2 separate regions of the Mus musculus genome follow, and region 1 is linked to region 2. The links are chromatin contacts, called in public promoter capture Hi-C maps. All regions are on one chromosome and are shown on one strand. Each heading gives the region's core, a stretch centred on a gene start, on an enhancer-like site or on the middle of the called end of the contact. The rest is flanking DNA. Distances are from core to core; before and after follow the strand shown. Region 1 holds the start of 8430419K02Rik (a long non-coding RNA gene). Region 2 holds the start of Sec61g (SEC61, gamma subunit).

Evidence for each region. Capture Hi-C pulls out chosen DNA fragments and counts their contacts.
Region 1: a contact with region 2 is called in a promoter capture Hi-C map of liver, with 4 times the contacts expected there. The contact joins the promoter of 8430419K02Rik here to the promoter of Sec61g in region 2. A contact is called at or near these places in 1 of 39 promoter capture datasets (pre-B cells) and 1 of 9 other capture datasets (liver).

What each region holds. Positions count from the first base shown.
Region 1 is chr11:18,873,109-18,879,280 of GRCm38.p6, reverse strand. It overlaps 8430419K02Rik (a long non-coding RNA gene), which reads left to right and starts at 1,671. Exons shown (of 4, transcript XR_003949854.1): 1 at 1,671-6,172.
Region 2 is chr11:16,505,362-16,512,028 of GRCm38.p6, reverse strand. Sec61g (SEC61, gamma subunit) reads left to right here and starts at 3,545. Exons shown (of 4, transcript NM_011343.3): 1 at 3,545-3,925; 2 at 5,557-5,656. The coding sequence starts at 3,836.

The sequences.
Region 1 (6,172 bases), core at 422-2,921, 2.4 Mb before region 2:
GCCCCGAGACAATTCTACGACTGCATAAGAGTCCATATTAGTGAAATCATTTTCTTTGATGGGTGGTTAGTTGCAGTTAACAACCATTTATTTACTTTTAAAAATAATAATAAACTTTATAAACTAACCGTCCTTTTACTTCTGCCTCCCCAGTACAAGCCCGGTGAGTCAGCCTTTATTATCCTGGAGGCTCTAGCCTAGTTGGGGTAGGAGGGGGCGGGGTGGGGAGAAAGCCGGGGAGGGGGGAGGAGGGGGAAAGGAGAGGGTGGTGAAAAGAACAGGGGGAGAGGCTGGGGGTGGAGGGGAAGAGTGAGCGCAAGCAAAGGGGGGCTGGGGAATGTGGAGATTAAAAAGAATCATGATCATTAATGTCTAGGAATTAGAAAAAAATAAAGCAAGCTTTTGTGCCATGGTTTCCCCCCTCGGAGTGAGGATTGTGCGAGCCTTGCTCCTCAGGTCTCTCTGTTCCTGCCCCTGACACCCTCCCGTTTAATTCTGTTTTAGCTTTTCCTCTTGTAAATTTCAGAGCCAGCTTTGAGGTTATTGACGACACTTATCGGAAGGAGGAAAATAATAGAGGTGTGGAGAGTGGTTTTGATGTTTCTTAAAGGACAAAAACAAAACGCCCTCCCCTAAACAGGGCACACAATTATACAGGCTTCTTTTTTGGGGGTGGGGGTGGGGGGGTGGGGGGAGTCCGCTGGCTGAATGAGACTAGTATGACTAAGTTTCTTTTACAAAAAATTTAAAAATGTTACCCGATCATATTTAATCAAATGTAATTATAACACATTCAAAATGAATAATATGCCTTGGAAGTATTTTTATTGTTATTGTTCATTGCACGATGTTCGACTGCTTTAGAAGCACAGGAAAGAAGCAAACGCGCTACAAATGGGGAATTACCCTCGTTTAGCATTAAAATTCATTTAGATAAAATTGCCACAAACATTTAAATGGGAAGATTAGTTCCCCCTCACGCCTTATTGCACTCGCTCAATGGTTCCGTTAAGAACATTTTACACGTTGGAAATTCCGTCTTCTCAGACGGCTTGCTGTTTCCTAGTTACACACATTCAAAGCAAAGGCTGCAGCCACGGCAGCCGCAGCAGCGGCAGCAGGGGGAAAAAGTTTGGCAACTGGTCTGCAATTCATCCGCTGCGCCCCTAGTTTCCCTCCACCCTCCCCAGTTCCCCCCCATTAACAGCCCCCCCCCCCGACTTATGTGTTCGAAGAGCCCGGCCTCGAGGAGCCAAGGTTGGTTGTACAGTATTGACAATATTAAACTACAAAGAAATGGAAAGAAGCCGGTGGGTCCCTCTCTGCGTCTCCCGCTTTTGTACGAGGCTGAGGGTTGAGTGCAAATGTGCCGAGTCGCCCGCACCCCGACCCCAGGGCCGCCGGGCGCGCCGCCGTGGCCCGAGACGTCTCCAGGAAATTCGCCACTGCTCTCGCTAGCGCGGTGGTGGAAACGTGTTAAAGGCTCAGCTTGCAAAGTCCTGGCACCGTCCAGTCCCTCCTGGCCCTCTTCTCGCCCCACCCCTCCCCCCGCCGCTCCCCCCCCCCCCCAGCCCCTCACCCCTGTCCTTTCTTTTGAGCCGCAGGAAAAGAGGAAAGTCGTCTTCTACTGCCACCTTTTGGGGATTTGGAAAAACGACGCAGTAGGAGACCGGAGGGAGGCGGAGCGCGGCAGTGTGTTTTGAGGGGGCGGGGGGGAGGGGGGGGGAAGAAACCCCCTTATGATCATGCGTCGGAACTGGCGCCCTTAATCTGATGCTTAAATATTTGATGTGGAAAAATTACCCATAAAATTAGTTACTAACAATTTCAAATTGAAATCACTTATCGAATTATAAGCGCATTAAAGCTGTATGGATGGTATTAGGAGTTCCTTTGGAGGCTGTCTCCTCTCGGGGAACCCGGCCCACGAGTTTTACCGCGGGGAGAGGCGTGCTAGGTGGAGCCCTGGGGAGACCAAACGACAAGGACAGCAGTTGGGGTGCCGGGTCCTAGCGGGCCTAGAGAAGATGGATCTGGGTATGGGGATCGCATTCCGGGCAGAAGCGCATACTGAGTAACTCCAGGGACAAAGTCCGAACGTTGTGAAAGGGGAAAACTGCTCTTTTACGCTGGAATTCCGAGCCTTCAGTGATGCTTTCAGCTCCCCCTGTGTAGGCGGGAGGGGGGTGTTGGGGGTGGGCTGAGAGGAGTTTTGAGATGTCTCTAATGAGACCGCCGCGGCCGGCTCACCCAGCTCCAGCCGCGTCTCAGACTCCCTTTAGTTTCCCTCTGCACGACATCGGGGCTGGGGCTGGGGCTGGAGCTGGTACGTGGGCGGGTGGGTCTCAGTTGTGATCCCACACTACTCCGAGGTACTCGGGGTCTGCAGAAGAGTCCTATGCTTGCCCCCATCCCCACCTCCGCCATCTGAAAGTCAAAGTTAAGAAGAATTAACTGTCTCGGTAGCCTGGGTGTCCATGAGTTAGCGCAAAAGCATATTCAAAGACTTCTTCGGCTCACTCTGGGCTCCGTCAATTGGAACCCCTCAGAGTGGTTTGTAGTTGCCAGAATGCTTTCACAGGACTTTTCCAGACGGAGCCCCGGCTTCCGAATCCCAGGGCGCTCATGGGAGCATGTCGGTGAGAGCTTGGGCCCTGGAGGCTGCCTTGAACAGTCAGGCTGGGCAAGAGGGTGAGCTTCCAGAGTGTATAGCACTCCGGTAGAATGGAGAAGAATAGTGTCACAGTGTGTTGGGCAGAAGCTCCTTCAAGTTTCCTTAAAAGTCCTAGAAACTTCCCCCACTTTGGATCCCACAGGCCCTCGGCCCTTGGGAAGGCAGTTAAAGCAGAAATTGGTGATATAGGTTCTCAACGGGTGTTTGGACCGTAAGCAGGGAGGTGTGGGTTTGTGTGTGGGGCGCCCAGTTTGAGTCATCATTTTTCCTGGTCTCTTCTGTGCTACCCAGCACCCCCTGGCCCTTTGGCAAACCATACCATCAAGGGTAGACGCAGCATTAGAGGCTAAGAGCTCTCTGGTTGGGGGAAAAGATCTGGGCGGGAGAGTTGGGGGTCTTCCTGGGAGACTGAAGCCAAGAAATAATGGGAAGGGTAGGGTTCTCTTTCACATCGAACCAGCCTCCCGCCGCCCCCCCAAAAAGTTTAAAACATTCTCTTCCAAGGCGGAACTGAAAGAAAACACAAACAATATATTGGGCAATCCGCTAGACGTTTGCGTTGTAGAGTCTTTGCCCTAAAAATGATACCCTAGGGTTTTAATAGGGAGATGGGAGGCACTTTTAGGGGCTTGGTTTAGCTGGTGAAGAAGTAACTCCTGTGCTGCTCACGCGCTCAGTCCACCTCAGGGAATTCCGACTCTGAAACTCTGGATTTAGTTTTAATCCAGTCTTCCTTTGATCAACTGTATAATTCCTAGCCCTGACCACCTCTACCCCACACTGTGTTCATTAGGACCAGTGACTTTATTCTCTGGGAGGAAAACTACTCCCAGGTCCTAGCCCATTAGGAAAGCAGAGAGTAGAGTCACCTGCTTCATACACCTACGGGTCCTCTCCCCGGCGTCGTTTTTCTGGCTTGGCACCCTAGCTTCAGGCAGAGTGTACCGGAGAGTTCAGGATCCCACTGTCTGCTTTCTCTGGGTTGGAGACATGACTGAAAGACAGGATGGCCAACTCTCTGGCTCCCCTTCTCTCCTCCCTTTCTTGCTTTTCTGCCTAGGCCTCCCTCACACCTCAGCACTTTTCTCTTCCACCACCCTAAAAGTGACAGGTTCTCCGAATTCACCTGAAGACCCGAGGCTCTAACCTCTCCCAGTCCCCGCAGGCATTGGGGGTGGGGGTGGGGGTGAGCGGCGAGCGCCGAAATCGCTGCAAAACCCTTCTGCCAACCTCACCCACTTTTCTGGATTTGAGTAGGTGACTGCGCATAGAGATCCCCCTTGAAGACGTTGTTGAGCATGGTCTAGGCTTTCAAAGAGCCGGATTCCTCCCTTTCGGGAGATCGAGGGTCACTGATAACGTCACCTCTAAAAAACCTAGGAAGGCAGCAAAGACCCCAAGTAACCGGCTCCTACCACTGCTGCCTCCCGGCTCAGAGCAGAGACCAGACACTAGCAAAGTCCCTTTTCTGGCAGATCCGTGAGGCGCCACTGTGCCCCTGGAGACTCAGTTTCTTCTGGGGGGTGCGGGGAGGGAGGTGGGTGGGTGGTAAACAGCGTGTGCAAATCAAATCCGATTTTTGAGACGTGCATTTTCAGGTGTTCTAAAATGCGAATGGCAAGGTTTGTGTGCCCGTCTAGTGGGGGTGGACTAAGGGGAGGAGTCTCCCACTGCTTGCTTCAGTCTTTAATGTCTGAAATAACGAAATGTCTGTGTGGCAGCTGCTGCTAGAGCCAAAACTAACTCTTTGGAAGACGGAAAAGAGTGAAAGGCAAAGAAAGACTGTTCATTTTATTTTTTCCTTTGGTGCCTTTTGGGATGTCATCTGTTTCCTTGGCGACTGTGTTCAGCCCCCGGAGCCCCTGGGCTCCAGGATTGTTAGGGGGGGAAGCATGCTATTTCTGCACCGTCATTTATCACTGTCACAGCATAATGATTCCCCTTGCAGCCCCTTATTGATGTTTGTAATTGCATTATCTCATAAAGGAAGATGATCAATGAAACCAAGCCGTGCATTCTGGGGTCAGAGGAAGCCAAAGTACTGTTTGTCCCCTTTAATACAACAAGTACTCATTATCTTTAGGTCTGCATTCGAAAAATGATCTGATCTGGGGCTGACCCTGCCGGACATCCCAACACTTTCTAAAACGCGGTTTGTGTAACCTTTTGCTTAAATGCTAAATCAAGTACCTGTCTTGCATTTCAACGAAAGGAATGCTGAAAGAGAATGAGAAAAGCATCTCTTCCTTTTTTTCCCCCTCTCCGCCTGTATTTTGTTTTGTTTTTCCCCGGGGCGGGAGACGCATGATCTTCCCCAAGACCCGTGAGATTTTCCACTGTAACTCCTAAGAGCTGTACTGTAGGAAAGGCCCCATCAAAAAGGGATCTAATGAATGAGAGGAATTGGGAGTGAAGGGAAGCGAAGCCGCCAGAAGCTTCGAACAAGGTCGGTATAAAAAGTGCAGAATAAAACCACATCCGGTTTAATTAATAAGAGCAATAAACTGAAATAATTCCCCATGATTCTGTGCTTGCTTCTGCCTTTTACAGAGCTACAACTCTCCTCTTTAGATAAATGATGTGTGTGTCTGTTTGATTCTCAACAGTAACCAAATCAGTGGCATACTCTGTTTCCAAACCCACCTACAAACTTTAGCAAATAAAAAAGTTCATTTGTCCATTAAGGCAGTATTTAGTTGAGTAGCAATGTCCCACTAATACTGAATGGAGTACATGTAATCCCATGAAAATCAAGTCATCTCGTTGTACTGGAGTAAATAAAAAAAAATACAAAGGAGAAAAGATCCAAGTGTAATTTCAAACTAAATGCATTATTGGGCTGTCAGAGTGAAAACCTGATTGTTTGGGGTGGAAAGGAGAATATCAACTCAGCTCACATTTAACTTAAAGGTTCGAGGAAGGAGGTGTGAGCTCTAGATTTGGTTGTTCTTGTAATTTGTAGGAAGAGGAGAGGCTTAGACAACTCTAAATCGTTTAACGACAGAGTTAAGGGGAAAAAAGCTTATTCTTAAGCATTTCTATGCTGAAATGGAGTGCCCTCTCTTATGTTAATAAGATCACCAAAATAAATAAATAAATAACTAGGAAGGGAGGGAGGGAGAAAATAGGAAAAGAACAGAAAGAATAAATGTTTTCTTTTTTTTTTAAAGTGGTAAAACTCTAAATTAAGAAGTTAATGTTCTAAATGAAAAACCAAAATGGAAAACTTTCAGCATAGTTAACAAAAAGAATACTTAAAGTTTGTTTGAATAACCTGACACCTTGACATACAAGCTTACACTGAATGATCATAAAACAGAGAGATAAGATATCCCTTCGTGGAAAAAATATAACATTATTAAGCTAAAAAAGTTTTAATGTATTGTCCACCAAATTTTTCTTCCCAAGAAGAAACATTTATAAAATATTACCCAGAAATTGTCCAGGTACTTTGAAATGGGGTTCTGTGTTATTTATATATTCTGGCATTTTCCTGCC
Region 2 (6,667 bases), core at 2,296-4,795:
ATTAACTAACATTTACATATTAAACTGAAACACACATTGCACATTAGTGTTCATTCTCTGCGTACTTCTACATGGTCCAACAAATACAACATATGTCAGCACTGAAATGACATCCAGAAGTTCCAACTGAACTGGCAGTCTCCTGCGCTCCACCATTCCCTCCTTTCTATAGCCCAGGACACTCCTGACTAGCTGCTGATCTTTTTCTGTCCTTCACAGTTTTCCTTTTGTAGAGTATTGTATGCATGGAATCAAAGGTTACATAGACTTCTCAGATTGGCTTCTTGTAATTAGTAATCTGACCTTAACTTCATGACTTTTCACGTGGATCACTCACTAGTTTCTTTTGGTACAATCTTGATTTGTCCAGCCTATTTAAGCACACAGCTATTGAAGTATATTGTTTTTCTCTATGTCATGGCAATTAAGAAAGAAAAGCTAATAAAATAGCTATAGGTTTCTGTGTAAACATGGCATTTTCTATTGTTGGAGGGTAGTATGGAGAACTGTCCTGGTTGGTTTTTGTCAACTTTACTTAAACCTAGACATATCTGAGAAGACAAAACTACAATTGAGACTATGTCCCAAACAGCCCATATAATTGGCCTATTGGTAAGCCTGTGGGACATTTTCTTAAATAGTGACTGATAGTTCCAGCTGATTGTGGGTGTTGCCACCCCTATAAAGGGCCTAGGGTATATAAGAAAACACATTGAACAAGCCATATGGATCAAACCTATAAGCAGTGTTCCTCCATGGCTCCTGCTTCATTTCCTGTCTTGGTATTGTTGCCCTGCTTGAGTTCCTGCCCTGACTTCTCTCAGAGATGGACTACTACTTGGAAATGGAAGATGACATAGATCCCTTCCCTCCTTAAGTTGCTTTCGGGCGTGATGTAAACACAGCAATAGAGAACTTAGCTAAGACAAGGATTATGGGTACCTTTGGTAAGGAATTTCCAGTTTGTCTCCCAAAGTGGCTTTATCATTTATCTTCCTACAAGCAAAGTGATCCCCTTTAACCTTGCATCCTTGTGGAAACTTGATGCTGTCTATGTTTTGTTTTGTTTTTCACCCTATTGCTGGGTATATACTCAACAGAATTCCAAAAAACACCACGTCTGTGCTTTCATGCTTATACAGCTCTTCTTGTGGCAGCAAAGATATGGAGTCACCCAAAGTATCTACCAACAGAAGAATGGTTGTAAAATATGATATGAATGTACAATAGAATTACATTCATAAAGAGTAAAATTCTATCACATGGGAAAACACTGAAGACCCTGGAGTGTGGCAAGTTTAATACAATCTCTCATATGGAATCTAGTAAACTTGATCTCACTGAAGCTAGTAAACTCGTTACTGGAAGAGAAAAAAATATGATGTTGTCAAAGTACATAATATTAGGTAGGAGAAATTTCTAAAATGTGTCTTAGGATACGTTGTAGCTCAGTGTTATACTAATTGTCTAGCATGCACACAGCTCTGGGTTCAACCCCTAACACCACAAATAAGCAAGCAAGTAAGCAATAACAACAATCACATAAATATGGGGGCAAATGAGAAGTAAATACAGGAAATCCCTCCTCTTTGAGTAAGTTTACTGAGTAAGAGGTAGTAGGCAACCCACAGGTCAGAAACAAGATATCATTTCATAAGACTTATATCAGTGGCTCCTCAGCCTGCGGCCACCTGTGGAACTCAGAACAACCGTGTGAATCATTGAAACCTGAGCAGAAGAATAGAAGAATACTACCAGAACTGTCTAAAAGAAAAGGAGACAGAGTCACATGGCATTCACTGGGCTGAAAACCTGGTGAGAACCAACCAAAGTTTACACAGGGAACTGTCACACAGATGCAAAGCAATGCATACACAGGATCCTAGGAAAAATGCACACATAGACTCTGGAAAAGGACAGGATGAACTCTCAGGGTAACCTGGGTTACTAGGTGGGAGGGTAACTGTCTTAGTCAGGGTTTCTTTTTTTTTTTTTTTTTTTGGTTTTTTGAGACAGGGTTTCTCTTTATAGCTCTGGCTGTCCTGGAGCTCACTTTGTAGACCAGGCTGGCCTCGAACTCAGAAATCCGCCTGCCTCTGCCTCCCGAGTGCTGGGATTAAAGACGTGCGCCACCATGCCCAGCTTTAGTCAGGGTTTCTATTGCTGCACAAACATCATGACCACGAAGCAAGTTGGGGAGGAAAGGGTTTAATCAGCTTGCACTTCCATACTGTTGTTCATCACTGAAGAAGTCAGGACTGGAACTCAAGCAGGTCAGGGAGCAGGAGCTGATGCAGAGGCCATGGAGAGGCCAATCATTCTTATTGATTTGCTTCCCCTGGCTTGCTCAGCTTGCTTTCTCATAGAACACAAGACTACCAGCCCAGAGATGACACCTCCCACAAGGGGCCTTTCCCCCTTGATCACTAATTGAGAAAATACCCCACAGCTGGATCTCATGGAGGCATTTCCTCAACTGAAGCTCCTTTCTCTGTGATTACTCCAGCTGTGTCAAGTTGACACAAAAACCCAGCCAGTAAGTAACCTAATTTGGATAATCCTTCACAGTATGCTAGAAGTTTGTCACCTATATTTAGCTGCCCTGTTTTAGTGGTTTTAAAAATCATATTTTTTTGTTTTACTCAGTTCCACTTCTCCTGAATTCTTATGGATTCTGTGTTTCTTTAAACATCATTAATATATGAATCACTCTCCTGTTTTATCTTTTTGCAGTGTTTAATCCTGGGCTTGAATGTGTATATATATATTTGTTTTGTTTTGAGACGTTTTTCATATAACCCAAGCTGTCCTTCAAATTTCTATGTAGCTAAGGGTGACCTGGAACATCTACACACCTCCTATTCTCAAGTGATAGATTTATAGATGCGTACTTATACTGAAACAACCACGAAAAACATAAGAATGTTATAATACAGTAGCTGCATTAACCCCTTTTATATCCAAAGGCCAAGTTATGCCAGATTGACAGTTGTCACTTCCCAATATATGGCTGCAAGCTGAGTTAAAAAAAGAAACTCTAATTGCTCATTTTGAATATACAAAAACAACTCCTTCAAATAGCAAAGAACTAATGTTTCAAGGTAGTGCTTCATGACACTTGCAAACCTGCTGTATCTTTTTTAGTGATTGGAAGAAAATTTTTATAGGTCTTTTAGATACTAATGGTAGAATTATGGTTTGTGCTCCATATGAAAGCAAAGTATTGTAATCTGTTTCACAGTACTTGCCCGAGGTTGCACGTGAAATGAAGTAAAAACTCTTCAAAGCCTACTGATAGAGCCAATCAAGATTATCCAAGCAACAAATCTTAACTCAGAAATGTCAAATGTATTGCACTCAGAGACTGTTAGTACCAGCAGTACATCTAATTCCTCATTGGGGACAAGAAAGTTCTAGGTAGGCGGTCTTAATTCCCTCTATATTCCCATGAATAATAAGCAGAAAGTCATTTTCCGGGAATGGAGAATAGTTTGAATTAGGTCGTTCATACTGAGATGTTTGTTTCATTTTTGATCAGTGACATTATTTGCATGCGCAGCGGGGAGACTCATAGCTGTAGCGCAGACACTCACTCACTAACTAACTAGCGACACTTCGTGGATTTACGTTGAGGCTGCTGGAGAGGCTGCTGGAGAGGCTGCGCCCGAGACCGGGAGGCGAACAATCGGGAACCAAGATCCCACACCGCCCGCCCGTTCAGCTGGAGAGACCCGAATCGCTCAGGTCGGCCTCTGCTCGGGAAGCCGGGAGAAACACACGTAGCACTGCGCCGGCGTAGTGACGTCTCTGCGTGAAGAGCCAATTGAAAGGAGGAATGGGCGGGCTGTGGGTTGCCAGCTTCCGGTTCCGTTGGGCTCGGTTCTCTCCTGAGCTACGTGTCTCTACGCTCTCAATCCGCCATCCAGTAAGTAAGGATTTTCTCATGAGTGGTAGGTAGGGGAAAGCTGGTCTAGGGTTCATGGCACAAAGGGGCCGCGGGATGGGAGGCCAGGGACACGGAGGGACCAGGGGAGGTGAAGAAACTGGAGGTACGAGCGTCCGGTGGGATGATTGGGGCCGGGATCTAAGTGGGCGCGAGATGAGCGGGCCTGGGGGTCGTGGAGATCAAAGGAACCCCCGGGGAAAGGGGCGGCGAAGGGGCCACGGGCTGGGGTCACGAGGACGTCCTTGATAAGCCTGGAGGCCAGGAGCTGGACCTGGAAGCTGCAGAACTGTGGACAAGTTGGCTGAGCCGGGTCGCTGATGGACAGGTGGACAGAGAGCCATTCATTTATGAAAAGGGCAAAATCCAGGCACAGGTTCTACCTACGTAGCCTCAGATGGAATTAGCCAGTCAAGACCTCTAAGGAGGAGGGTTTCCAAAAGTTCACGAACTCAGAGCTTAGCGTCTGGATCTAGGGTTCAGCCTTCTCCCTGAACATCCCCTGCCTGAACATCCTCACACTGTTGGTGAACTCATTGTCTCTTGTGGCTTCCAGAGCCTGATGCTTTGAACCTCTTGTGAAGTTGTGTTCAGGTGTCGAAATTTAAAGTAAAAGTGTTTGATCAGTAGTCAGCATCGAGAAGTCTTAGTGGACTCGTGCTCTCCTCTAACAGCGAGTGCAGTGGTTGGTCTAGTGGTTTTAGGGCTGTTGGATTTGAAGAACAGCTAAATGAAACACCGAGAAAACAGGCGTCCCTTTGCTTTCTGTATCAGGCTGTGAATTGATTTCTTAGTGTGTACCTTAAGTGGTTCAGCTATTTGTCCACTGTTCACGGCTTAAAACTGGGACCCAGCAGGGCTTCTATTTTCTAGCTAGAGAGTGTAATTATCATCTGACTTCTAAGACCTGGAAATGGAGTACAAATACTGTGGCTCCGTTACCAGTGGCTCTCAGAGTCGTTGTATTCTTAATAGAGTTTCAAAAGAACCTCAAAATATTCAAACCTAAACATTTAGCTGAAGGCTTTGCAGAATCTGAATCTTGCCAATTTTTGTTGTTTGGAATATTCATCTGTCTGCCCACCCCAAGAAATCTACTTTTACTTAAATATATTATATGGGCATGACTTCCAGCAACTTGATTGGAGTGTACTCTTGCCTCCATTTTAGGCTCTTGTTACACCATAGTTGGAACTTGTTGTAGTAGATCCTAAGTTTTCAATAGTTTGAACTTTAAAAAGTAGTATTAAGCGTAACTATTTTTTGGTTTCTTAGCCGGAATAGTTAGATGAATGTAGTTGATAGGAAAGGGGGCTGTTATTGCTTAATCTTGTAATGAGAGAATCCTTTAATGAGTGTATGATCCTTTGCCAGGGAGGATAACAACATTGGTAAGATCAGTGCTCGCTTGTTTGAGTCTCGTGCTTTCTTGTATATCATAAAACCACTCTAAATTTAGGCTTGGAAGAACTTTTTTCTTTATGAACTTGGAAGAGCTTTTTTCTTTATGAATTGAATTCAGGACTGTGCTGCCTCTGTGTATAACTCAATAAGTCCTAATATGTGAGAGAATACTACTGAGTGTGTTGTTTTTGCTTTTATTTTTTAAACAGACAAACATGGATCAGGTAATGCAGTTTGTGGAGCCCAGCCGGCAGTTTGTAAAGGACTCAATTCGGCTGGTTAAAAGATGCACCAAACCCGACAGAAAAGGTAATACTATCTTGGTCTTGAGAGTGAGATAAAACACTAAATCTCTGCAGGCCTGGAAGTCAGCTCAATGATGGAGCGCTTGCTTAGCACACTGTTAAAAGGAACATTGCACTGCTGCCACTATCGTGGCCCTGTCTTTATGTCCTTCTTAGCAAGCTGCTTAAAGCTTTTCTTTATGATATGAGATTATTCAGGCCTTATCATACATACCATATTTAAGTTAGTTGTAGTGTAGTGCCTTCCATATTTCTAGTGTGTGAAAACTTGGTCAGCTTCCCTGCTCTGCTCGCGAGTCAATAAAACCTCAACATGAAGTTAATGCAGTAGTTATTATACCCTACAAAGTAACGATACTTTCTTATGTCAAAGTTTCATAGGTGTGCTAGATTTGTCTACTTTAATTTGTGAATTGGTTGGGTTAGAATTTAAGGCAGACTCTTATAATAGAGTCACATACTCTCTTAGGGTTAGTTCTCTGCGATGAACAACCATGACCAAAGGCTATTTGGAGGTGAATGGGTTTATTTGGCTTATGTATCTTGAATCCCGGTCCACTGAAGGAAGCCAAGGGAGAAACTGAATCTGGACAGGAACCTAGAAGCAGGAGCTGATGCAGAGGCCATGGAGGAATGCTGTTTATTTGCTTGCTCCTCACGGTTTGTTCAGCCTACTTTCTTATAGAACCCAGGGCGTACCACAATGGGCTGGGTCCTCTCTCCACAATCATGAATTGAGAAAATGCCCTACAGGCTTGTCTGACTACAGCTGGATGTTAAGCATTTTTCAGTTGGGTTTTTTCTCTCAAATGACTAGCTTATTTCAAGTTGATATAAAACTAGCCAGCACACATTGATTATGTAAATACAATAATTGATACTGACCCTTATTCTCACGCAGCTGGGGTCTGTCAGGGAAGGCCATCCAATCATTACAGTAATCATTTTAATTCTGCCTTGGTGGAGGTATGAAGGAAGAGAATGAGGAGATCTGGGTATCGCATACTAGTTGAAC